Linked DNA regions of Oryctolagus cuniculus: region 2 is linked to region 1. Evidence: chromatin contacts called from public Micro-C data. All regions are on one chromosome and are shown on one strand. The core of a region is the stretch at or near the end of the contact, and the rest is flanking DNA. Distances in the headings are between cores, read along the strand shown. Region 1 overlaps LOC138848605 (a long non-coding RNA gene). Region 2 has its middle 40 kb from the start of VPS54.

Evidence for each region. A called contact is a pair of places that touch in the nucleus more often than the background predicts.
Region 2: a Micro-C map of ear pinna shows a contact between it and region 1, with 20 times the contacts expected there. The contact joins two enhancer-like sites. A contact is called at or near these places in 4 of 6 Hi-C or Micro-C datasets (ear pinna, psoas muscle, skin fibroblasts and 1 more).

Annotation. Positions count from the first base shown.
Region 1 is chr2:138,437,191-138,443,245 of mOryCun1.1, forward strand. LOC138848605 (a long non-coding RNA gene) reads left to right here. Exons shown (of 4, transcript XR_011386618.1): 3 at 289-601; 4 at 1,215-1,439. Among named protein-coding and RNA genes, the nearest start is that of LGALSL, 100 kb to the left of the region's middle. Within about 2 kb of position 4,736, at least 5 of the 8 cell types and tissues checked have an H3K27ac peak or open chromatin away from gene starts, as enhancers often do.
Region 2 is chr2:138,740,385-138,746,101 of mOryCun1.1, forward strand. No RefSeq gene overlaps it. Among named protein-coding and RNA genes, the nearest start is that of VPS54, 40 kb to the right of the region's middle. Within about 2 kb of position 3,382, at least 2 of the 8 cell types and tissues checked have an H3K27ac peak or open chromatin away from gene starts, as enhancers often do.

The DNA of each region.
Region 1 (6,055 bases), core at 3,486-5,985:
TAAAATATAAGAATATGAAAAGGCAGCTCATAGAACAGTGACCAAATACAAGACACTGTTGATCTTCAATTTATTCATAAGAAAAATGCAAATTAAAAGTATTGAAATGCCATGTTTTTTTCCATCTAAGTTTGGGAAAAACTCAGATTTGAAAATACACAGTTGGCTGTGAGGACAGATATTCCCAAACATTGCTAGTGAGTGTATCAACCAGTCCAGCCTGTTGGAGGGCAATTTCATAGCAAGTATCCAAATAACAAATGCATGCATCTTGTCATTTTTTGACAGGTAGGCAGAGACAGCGACATTTTTAAATGGTTGAAAAAAGATCTAAAGAACTGTATTGTGCCACAGATGAACAAGATTAACATTCTGATGTTAGTGTCCACTGATGAAGATTCTGGAGCAGCCACGCCCCTGGTGTGCACGTGGGCTCAGGCTTATTCTACACCATACTGGAGAGCTGAGTCGTTCCACACTGCACAAACCCGAGGGTGTGGACTGCCTGGCCCTTTTCAGAGAAAGCTTGCTGCCTTAGTGATACACAGCTGCAAAGTCACTGACAAAGCTACGGACAAGCTGCCCTGGAAGGGTTACTGAGGTCTGTTACTACATTTTTTTAAAAAAGTAGATATCAAAAGTGTGAATTACCTATTACTATCTGGGTGGAAAGGGGAGGGAATGTTTGTGTTTTATTAAGTATGCACAAATATTATCTGGAAGGAAATACCAGAAATCAGTAAACAGCGGTTACTAGGGGGACGTGAGACGGAGAACACGGACCATGTGTGTGTCTGATCTATGCAGAAAAGTAAACTGAAAACCGTTTTTAGAAATGCACCAAAGTGAGAGAGCGCAGGTAGCAGGTGGCTCTGAGTGGCTGGGCCTGGCTTGTGGGAGAGCAGCCTGGGCTGAAGGGCTTGCCTTTCGCAGGTCCTGAGGACAATGAGGAGCAGCAGGAGCAAAGACAGAAGTTGGGGGGGAGGGAAGGAGTAGTGCTTCCTCCTGGAACGAGGGCTGGAGGGGATCGAGCTCCATACAAACCCTCTCATCGGACTTCCACATGTGCATCCATCGCCATGTGCATGGATCTCTCATAAAAATAATTTTTGTGGGGCCAGCGCTGTGGCGCAGCGGGTTAACGCCCTGACCTGAAGCGCTGGCATCCCATATGGGCGCCGGTTCTAATCCCAGCTGCTCCTCTTCTGATCCAGCTCTCTGCTATGGCCTGGGATAGCAGTAGAAGATGGCCCAAGTCCTTGGGTCCCTGCACCTGCATGGGAGACCTGAAGGAAGCTCCTGGCTCCTGGCTTCAGATTGGCGCAGCTCCGGCCGTTGCATTCATCTGGGGAGTGAACCAGCAGATGGAAGACCTCTCTCTCTGTCTCTACCTCTCTCTGCAACTCTTTCAAATAAATAAAATAAATCTTTAAAAAGAATAATTTTTGTGTCTTTGACAAGAAAAGCTCTCTAGATGAGGTGTGACGAGGGCCTGCCCTGCACGGTGGCAGTGGTGCAGAAGGGCTGGGGGACAGTTCAGAGCAGAGTTCCCCGGAGGCTGTGACACATTAGCCCAAGCAGCTGGGGAAGAAGCCTGATGGGGACACAGGCAAGAGGGTGCAGGGTGCCCGGGCCCCCAGTGGATACCCCTCGGACGTCCTGGGCCCCAGCACACACTGTCCCTGCAGTAGCAGCCTCGTTCAAGGCAGTCCTGGCAATGTCAGATTCAAGAGCATCCCCTTGGGTACAAAGGGTCATCCAGGCACCCTCACGGTTACAGTTTGACCCCAGCTGTGAGGCCAGAGCTCTGGGGTGATCTAAGGGTGGACCCTGTCTTACACAGATCCAGCCAAGCCCACCAAGAACAGCTGCCCTGTCCCTCCCGCCTCCCTCCTTCCAGCCACCCCTCTCCTTTCTTTGCCTTAAAGGGAACCTCCACACAACCAAGCCAGGGAGCGGGTCTCTGGACTCCTGCCAGCACGGCTCCGAGTCACTACTTGTCCTTTTGTTCCTGTGAACTGCACCTGCCTCAACTCCACCGCACCACAAGCTCTGTGGGGGCTTAAAACTTCTTGCGACCTCACAGAGACTCGCGAATTCCTTAGTCTGTTCGGGCTGCTATAATCAAATACCAGGGACGGGAGGGCTTGAACAACGCACCTCATTTCCCACAGTTCTGGAGGCTCAAAGTCTGACAGCAAGATGCCTGTTCCGGGGGGGCAGGCAGAGCTGCCTCTCGTCCTCTGAGGGCCCCCCAGAGTGACCTGACATGGGCAGAGCAGCCGCAGGTTCACCAACGTGCTCGTGCGCACTGGGGACAGTCACAGGATGGGACTCTCACCAACCCAAGGAACCCTCACACTCATCGCCCCCCCCTTCCTAGAGGACAGTTTGGAGGGGTGGCCAGTGATGGGTGAATGAATGGGCCCAGTGCTCGGATAACACTCGGTAATGACTCTCAGGGAAGCAAGTGGGCGTGGGAAGTGGCCAACGGCTGTGACAAAATCCAGGTAGGGTTACACCCGTTATTCTTTCTTTTTTTCTTTTTTTATTTTTTTTATTTTTGACAGGCAGAGTGGACAGTGAGAGAGAGAGACAGAGAGAAAGGTCTTCCTTTTGCCGTTGGTTCACCCTCCAATGGCCGCTGCAGCCGGCGCACCACGCTGATCCAATGGCAGGAGCCAGGTACTTCTCCTGGTCTCCCATGGGGTGCAGGGCCCAAGCACCTGGGCCATCCTCCACTGCACTCCCTGGCCACAGCAGAGAGCTGGCCTGGAAGAGGGGCAACCGGGACAGAATCCAGTGCCCCGACCGGGACTAGACCCCGGTGTGCTGGCGCCGCAAGGTGGAGGATTAGCCTAGTGAGCTGCGGCGCCGGCCGTTATTCTTTCTTCTGGAGGGTAGGTGATTGGCTCATGAAAGCTAAACAAGGGACCGATTAAGCACAGAAGGGGAGATCGGGGGCCAGCCTCTTCCAGGGTCTGCTGCTCTCCAAGGGCCCTTAATTTCATCCGCACACCAGGCGCTGCTCACTGAGCCCCAGCGGTGGCTTGTGAGGGCCATCTCCTGTCTGCGGCCGCAAGCAGAGGCAGGGGCAAGGAGGCCCCCAGCACACCTGCCCCAGCCTCCCAGTCCCGGAAACTCCCTCGTGGCCCACAAGCACCGCCAGCCTCCAGGGGCTCTCCCCATTCAGCCCGCCTCTGCCAACCAGAAAGCCTGAGCCAAAAGGTGATGTCCTGGCGTGCCTCGCACACAGTGACAACTGTAAGAAGCAACAATGGCTGTGATGGTCTCAAAGAGACAGCATCAGGGCCGCCAGCTCCCATGAGACCCTGGGGTGTCAGTCAGCATCCCTGGAAACGGACAACGCTGCGCACCTGCCTCCTGGAAATGGCTTTATTTTCTTTTTCTGTTAATTTTTAAAATTTTTTTAATATTTTATTTTATTTTATGAACATAAATTTCCAAAGTACAGCTTATGGATTACAATAGCTCCCCCCCTCCATAACTTCCCTCCCACCCACAACCCTCCCCTCTCCCACTCCCTCTCCCCTTCCATGCACATCAAGATTAATTTTCAATTATCTTAATATACAGAAGACCAATTTAGCATATATTAAGTAAAGATTCTGGAAATGGCTTTAAACAATCAAGGCCACAGTCACGGCCACTGTCCAGGCGCTCTCCTGCGGGTGACGGCGGCTCGCCGAGCCATGCGGGTATCTACTGGCCGCTTCAGAGCACCTGTAACCCCCGTTACCTGGGCACGAATATCTGTGTTGCCCTGAGCGGGGGAGGTCAGAGGGGAGGGAAGAATGCCTGGCTGCTCTCACAAAGGGGCCTCTAGGAGCTGCCTTGTCCCCTGCTCTTTTCCTTCCTGACCCAGGGGCAGAGTGAAGCTGTAAAAGACTTCTTGTTCTGGGCGTTATTTATAGCTCAGCGAAGCACTGCGGCTGTCTCCAGCCTCCAGGCTGGGGACTGGCTTCTGCAGCCACAGCGACCCGGGCCTGGGCACCGGCAGAACTAGCGGCCTTCTGGCGGGGCGCGAGGGATGTGGCATAAACTGAAACAGCGCCCCAAGTCTCTGGGAAGCACAAGGCCTGGCGGCAGAGCCAGTGTTGGCCGCATAACGCGGGATCTGGCGCCACCTAGCGCCCGCTGCGGGGCCGGCGTGGGTCCCGCTCGCACGCCGGGTTATTTCGGGAAATGGACTCCCACCGCCAGAGGGCCGGTCCGCCCGCGCGCGAGGCGCCCCTGGGAGTCTGGTGGGAGAAGCCGGAAAGCTAGAACCCTGATGTGTCACGGACGAGGGTGTGGAGTGCGGGGCTGGGGGAGTCTTTCCCTTGGAACGGAGCTGGGGTGACTCACGAGTCATATTTAGACTCCTAGTCCCAGATTGGCTTGGGTTTGTCTTCATGCCTATTTTTGCTCACACAAGAAAACAGTGGTGCTATTTTATGACTTTTCTGCTTCTGGTTTTTCGGAGCTCCTGCAGCGCCTTTTGCAGAGGGGGTTGTTTACCGCAGTCTCTGCGCGCTGCATCACTCACGGCTGCCTCCCCTTCCATCCCGGCTGCGGCGGCAGGCCCAGCGGCTTTCCGTCCTTGCTCTCCCACTTCCAAGCTGCCCCTCCCCACTCCCCACCGAGTGAAGTCAGCACGTGCTGCTTGCCTGGCGGCCTCCACTCCCCCCTAGGGCAGTGCAGAGTGGACAGCAGCATTCCCGTCGGGAAGAACCTGAGCCCGTGGGAGCTGAAGGGGGGTTCCCAAGAGTCTTCCGCTAAGAAGCAGAAGCGGGATTTGCACACCGTATGCAGCTCGGAAGCGGTCTCCCCCTCTTGCATAGGAAGCTACTACGCTTCCAGAAGATTCTTAGGCGACAAGCTGCCTTCTAGCTCAAAGACACAGCCTGCTGGGGGCCAGCCCTGTGACGCCAAGGCGTGGCTGGCCTCTTGGCATCCACACCTCGGCTCCCTCAGCCTGCCCGCCTCCACCCTTGGACAGCACCGCGGAGCAGCAGCGCGCCGAGCCGGGGGCTGGCAGGCGAACCGGCGCCCGGAGAATCCTGGGTTTGTCTCTCACTCCCTGGGCCTTGGCCCGATCCAGTGGAAAACTGGGAAAATTCCCTGCTGGTCCCACCCTTCCCTCCCTGCTCCTCCACCAGGCGCCGCCAGACAGACACACCTGCAGGAAGAGGCTAACTAAGGCCACTCCCTGGATTCCTCAGGGAGGATAACCGTTGCTTAAGTTTACAGATGCAGAAATAAAGTTTAAGTAGGGCAGTGCCCTGCCTTGGGATCCAAACCCTGGCCTCCATGAATGCGTGCATGTCCAGGCTGCTGGCCGGCAGTGGCAGGTGGTTTGGGGATCAGAAGGAGCACAAGGTTGACAGCCCTGGACCGAGGGCCCCCCCACCACGCCATTGCTCCCTGCACAAGACTCTGAGCCTCACTCTCCCCACCTGCAGAGTCAGGACACGCGACACAGTGTGCCCACACCCGCCTGGTCTGCAGTTTCGCTTCCTGAGCTTCCAGGGATTTACCTGTGGTCAACCATGATTCAAAAATGTTCCATGGAAAATTCCAGAAATAAATAATTCATACATTTTATGTAAATTCTGCTATAGTATATTGTTGGAATTGCTGTATTTTATTATTTTATTATTGTTGCTAATCTCTTACTGATGAACTGTATCACAGCTATGTATGTAGGGAAAAAAATAGTCTATATGGGGTTTGGTGCTATCTGCAGTTTCAGGCACCCTTGCAGTGGGGGTGAGGTCAACTGGATGCATACCTTCCCTGCCCATGCGGGCCCATGTGGTGGGGACTGGCTGAGGGCAGAATTGGGAAGGGGACACTTCATTCACCTTGCCCTTTGCCCTCCTGTCTCCTACAAAAGCAATCTTCATACACACAGTCTCCCAGGGCCTGTGGAGCGGCTCACCACTTTTTATTATTTTTTAAAGAGTTCACTGATCTTGGAAAATAGTTTTTCCAATAAAGACACCATGGCCAGGACAGCTGGATGCACTTTCCCGGGAGGAAGTAGCACCCT
Region 2 (5,717 bases), core at 2,132-4,631, 300 kb after region 1:
TCAAATAAATCAATTCTTTAAATAAAAGGAAACACAATGAGGGTCGTAGGACACTACATAATTTAGACACATACATTCATAAAATATCATTATATAAAAACAACTTAGGGATACACACCCAAACACATATTAAAGGCAGCCTGGCTGCTAATGCTGTGATGAAGAAGGAAAATAATAAAGTAAAATAAAACAGGAAAAGGCCCCTAGGGATAATCATGTGCCATGGTCTGAGGAAGGTGAGTAACTCAACTCTTTGCACTTAAAGGAGAAAAGAACATATCTAACTCCTTTCTTTCTCGACTTTTTTTCATTTTACAGATGAGATGTGATGCCCGAGTTTTGAGCTGTTCCATGTAGACAGCTGTTGAGCTGTTGAGCTCCAGGCTCATGTATCTTCCTTCCAGGTCTTTGGAGACACTTGAGCACAGCACACACCCTCAGAAAGCCAGAGGGTGGGAACAACCTAGAGTGGAGGATACCCTTGTAACTGAACTCCAGAAAGCAAAGTCTACTGCTGCTTCACTTGTGAAACTACGCTTGCAGCATGAAACCCAGGGCAAGCGTGTTGGGCTGTCAGTTCAGTGACCCTAGCTTGGTGATTTCCATTGGTGAGGAAGAAAAGTTATTTGGAAAATTATCTCAGTGTGCAAAGCAGAATGGAGGAGACAACCAAGTCATCTGCAAAGACAATTAAGTTGGCAAAGGTGGATTACTTGGCATCCCTTGGGTAATACAAGATGCACATACGTGTGTATGTAAATTTTTTAAAGTGAGTTGATCTCAGGTTTTTGTTTACTTTCAATTGCTTTCAGTCAAACAAGACACAAAAGGAGCCTGGCTTGATTCCAGGACGCTTCCTTTCTGAGGCTGCCAGGTCTCATCTGTCGGGGAATGAGGGCAAACGAGGCTGAATATTTCTGTTTCTGGGAAGGCCTCGCGGATCCGAGCCCTTGCAGCTGCATACGCCACCTGGGGATGATTCTGTCCTCCCTGGTCAGGTCATGCTTTCTCAGCTTCCACGTCTGCCTAGGCAGAAGCTTGCTGGGAATTCACAAGCCTTTCGTTTGAGACTGGATTGAATGACCTTCTCAAACAAGCAGCACGAAATGGAAGCCTGACAAATGAGGAAGTGAGCAAGTGGCGGAGTGAATTCTTGAGTCCTTGCTGCTGTATTATTCCTCGATTCTTTAAGTTATATTATGTACTTCAAATCCCTTTATTTGGCTGTTAAAGTGAGTGATTCTGTAAACTCACTCACCTGGGATACTTAGACATTTGAAAATATTTTTGGCTACCATTTCATAGTGGACTTACCTACAGATTTGACTAAAGAATTTCTATTAAAAAAAGATTTATTTATTTTACTTGAAAGTCAAAGTTACACAGAGAGAGAAGGAGAGGCGGAGAGAGAGAGAGAGAAAGGTCTTCCATCTGCTGGTTCACTCCCCAATTGGCTACAACGGCCAGAGCTGTGCCGATCTGAAGCCAGGAACCAGGAGCTTCCTCCAGGTCTCCCACGTGAGTGCAGAGGCCCAAGGAGTTGAGCCATCCTCCATTGCTTTCCCAGGCCATAGCAGAGAGCTGGATCGGAAGAGGAGCTGCCGGGACTCGAACCGGCATCCATATGGGATGTTGGCACTGCAGACTGTGGCTTTACCGGCTACGTCATGGCACCCCAACTAAAGGATTTCAAGATACCCTTTAGCAGCATGCTGAATTTAATTACAGAAAACTAACTTTAAAATGTATATAGATTTAAAAAGATATACTTTTTAAAAGTATGTGAAGACTGCTAAACTGAAACAACCACAAAATCTCAGACTTTTGTAGGAGACAGGAATGCTACGAGTTACTGAGCAGTTCTCACCCTCTAGTTTCTGCCTCTACATTGTTTACCTTCACAGCATAGTCAGTAGTAGCTCTTCTACTCAATGAATCCTACCTGGGAAACACACATACGTATTGTACTTTGAAAATAGCCCCTTTGTCTTTCCCTATCTAACATTTTTAAATTTGAGAGGTAGAGATAGAGAACTGCCATCTGCTGGTTTACTCTCAAATGTCTGCAACCCCCAGAGCTGGACCTGACCAAAGCTAGGAGCCAGTAACAAGTTAACCCAGGTTTCCCATATGGGTGGCAGGAGCCCAATTGCAGGAGCCATCAGTGCTGCTTCCCAGGGTCTGAAGTAGCAGAAAACTGCAGACAGAAATCACAGGCAGATATCAAACTCAGGTCCTCTTGTGAGGGATGCGGATGTCCTAACCAGTGTCTTAACCATGAAGCCAGGGGCCCACCTCACTTTAGTAGGTTTTTGTTTTATTTATTTATTTGAAAGGCAGAACAACAAAGAGAGACAGAGACAGAGAGATCTGGTTCACTTCTCAAATGTCCACTACAGGGGGCCAGCATTGTGGCATAGCAGGTAAAGTTGCCACCTGCAATGCTGGCATCCCATATGGGTGCCAGTTCAAATTCTGGCTGCTCCATTTCCCATCCAGCTCCCTGCTAATGTGCCTGGGAAAGCAGTGGAGGATGGATGAAGTGCTTGGCCCCTGCACCTGTGGAAGACCTGGATGAAGTTCTTGGCTCCTGGCTTTAGCCTGGCCCAGCTCCCACCATTGCAGCCATTTGGAGGAATGAACCAGCAAATGGAAGATCTCTCTCTCTCTCTCTCTCTCTCTCTCTCTCTGCCTCTGCCTCTCCTGTGTCCAACTCTGCCTCTCAAATAAATAAATAAATCCTTTTAAAAAATGTTTGGCTTTGAATTTTAAAATTGCATTATGCATGTTCGTGTAGAAAAGCTACGAAACACAGAGGAACAGCAAAACATGTTTTCAAAATCTCACCCAGAGAAAACAGCATTTTCCCATATATTATTTCTAGTCTTCATTTTCAATTTAAACGTATTTTGCTTTAAATTTGTACCCAAACAGACTTGTTTCTGTAAAGGTGAGCTTCTGAGAAACCGGCTTCCTTGTGCACACAGCAGATTCTGCTCTGGGGGAAGGAAGTGGCTCACATCCGGGCTAACAGGAGATCATTGTTGCACTATCAGAATTGGCATAAAGCCTTCCTCAGCCACAAAGGCAAGTATGTGACAGAGAATCTAAGAGTTGGGCCTGCCTGAGGGGAAAGTGGCTTAAAAAAACAGATTCTACTCACAAACAGAATATGCTAGACATTTTCATTGCCTTCTCTTTTAATTATTGCAACCCAAAAAGGTACAGGTTTTTATCTCAGTTGTTGCTTACAAGCCACCTTACCATGACTAAGCTATAAAGCCCCTCTCCGCACAGTGTCCTTATCTCTTAACCAGGAACAAGAACAGTACTGACCTCAATGGGTCCCTGCTAAGACCAGCGAGTTCTGACAACAGAGCTCTTAGTGTCTGGCCTGCCATAAAATGGTTTCAACAGATGTCAGCAGCAGTATTGTAGTGGTGGATCAGCCTAAGGATTATGTGAGGTCCTCTATTTAAAGTTCCTGCCACCTTTAGGTATTATTCTCACAATATTAGTATCACAGCGAGGGCTTTTTCTCACCCACTCACCTTTTCACTTGACAGCGTGTCCTGAGCTTTCCCTCGAGTCCCGTGCAATTCAGAACTTCCTCTGAGGATACTCAACGCTACCTGGTTGGGAGCCACTAGCCACATATGGCTATTCAGCACTTGAAATGTGGTTAGAGACTCGGAGAAAATAAATTTTTAGTTTTATTTAATTTAAGTTAATTTCAATAGTCATCATTAGTCTGTGTGTGCCTGCCGCTCTCCCTGTCTAATCAGTCCCCCTCTTTTCTTCAGGCACAAAGTAGATTCAACTGTAGGGATTTCAGGAAATGTTTCTTCAGGCACACTAAGTTTTGAATAACATCACTTTCTGCATAGCACCTTCTTGATGAGCGATAGGTACAATCCTACCTATCACTGAGAACAGAGAAACAAATTGGATTTATTTTCAATGTCAAGCTTTTCTGCGAAGCCTGGCTTTCCACTGAGCACTCTGCAAATTTGAATGCAAATAACTTAACCACCTTTAAAAAGTAATTGGCACTCAGTTTAAAAGGCTGTGTTACTGATCTGGAAGGAAAAGGGGTATTTCTGCTATTGAATGGTCCCCTCACAGTACACAGCAAGGTGATTCCTATCTGCTCCATCCTGAGTGTTGAAGGCAGAGTGTTGAGTGTTGAGTGTTGCTCAGAGCCCTATTCTGAATCTCAAGGTAATGCCTTCACCCACCATGCCTGGTGGTATCTGAACCTGACCAGATTCCATGAAGGCAGCCACTGAGTTACTCAAAAGCCAGCAGTTGGTGGGTCTGGGCCCCAGAAGCAAAGCTACACCTCCTTTTCCAGGACTCAGCGTCCCCGCTTCTTCTTCCTTCTGTGATAAAGCCAATGTCCACTTTAGGTCCTGGACACATCACTTGGCACATCAGGGAAAAGCTTTAAAATCAAAATCAGTTTTGTGTTAAGGTCAGACTGGCTTTTCCTTCTCTCCCGGGGAAAGGCTGCCACCTGCTGTAATGCATTAGCACTGGGCTTTTTCAAGGTCACCGAGCAACCGCTTCCCCTTAGAAAATTTATAAATGCACAACCCTACTTGCCTTCACCTCTGTGTATCAGGAGTGTAAAGAGGAGGGCAGATCAGGAGGCCTTAATGTCGGCTAAAGAGGCAAACTCATCCAGATGAATGGTGCCCAGAAGGCATGGTCATCACCCTACCTCTGAACATGGAAGCCTTCTTTCTTCTACACTCAGAAGCAATGTTTTCAAATGTGGTTCACAGCACTTGGCTTCAGAAAATCCCTGTTGACAAGCGTATTACTTCCTAAATCTTTCTAGGTCTGTGGGTCTTTATCTACCCTCCGCAGTCCTGGCAAGTCTTCGGTAGTGAAAGTTTTTGAGAATAAAATTTGATCATTTCAGGTAGCTTCCTTGGGTCTTGAGGAGTTCCTGCAAAAATCCCGGGTTACTCCCTGGAGGCTGGGCCAAGCACAATGCCTATTTCATTTAATGAAATATTTGTTCTCAGTCTTCTTGGTGTTCAGTATTCCCAAGAAAAGGAAGAATATTTTCAAAACCTCAGAAAAGCAAAACTGAAGTTTGGGACATGCCCCTCCAAAATATGCTGCTTTGGTAATGATGATTTTGAGCTGAAGGCACTAGAAAAACGGCAGGGAAAAGCTTTCTCTGAACTCCCCTCCTTTGCCTAAAGACAGGTCTTCTGCAAGGAACTCTACTCCTGTCCTCGAGAGCTTCACCAACCAGGAAAGATTGATTCTTATCCTAGGAGAGGAGAGTGGAAGTGGACACCACATTCAAACACCGTCACAAGCGATTACATCTCCCATCTGGTCTTCCAAGGGCCCATTCATCTTTCTGAAAAATCATTTACTCTTCACTAAGTTGCCCACATCCCTCTCCCCATTCCTCTATTGAAGATGTGATATCGGCTCCCAAATCCCACATTTTGAGAGGTCTCTGCTTTCTTCCTGCCATGCCCCTCTCCCATGTGTGCAATAAATTTGTATATCTTTTTGCTTTCTAATCTGTCATAAAGTTATTTTAGAGACCTAGCTATTAGCCTAGAAGGGTAAAAAGTCTTTCCCTCTCTTACAAAAGCAAGAATGAGGTTCTGACTCTATCTTTAATGGGTCAAGAGATTTTTAAAAATTGCATCAATGTCCAAAGAAATGAAATGAACTCTTTTAGTAGC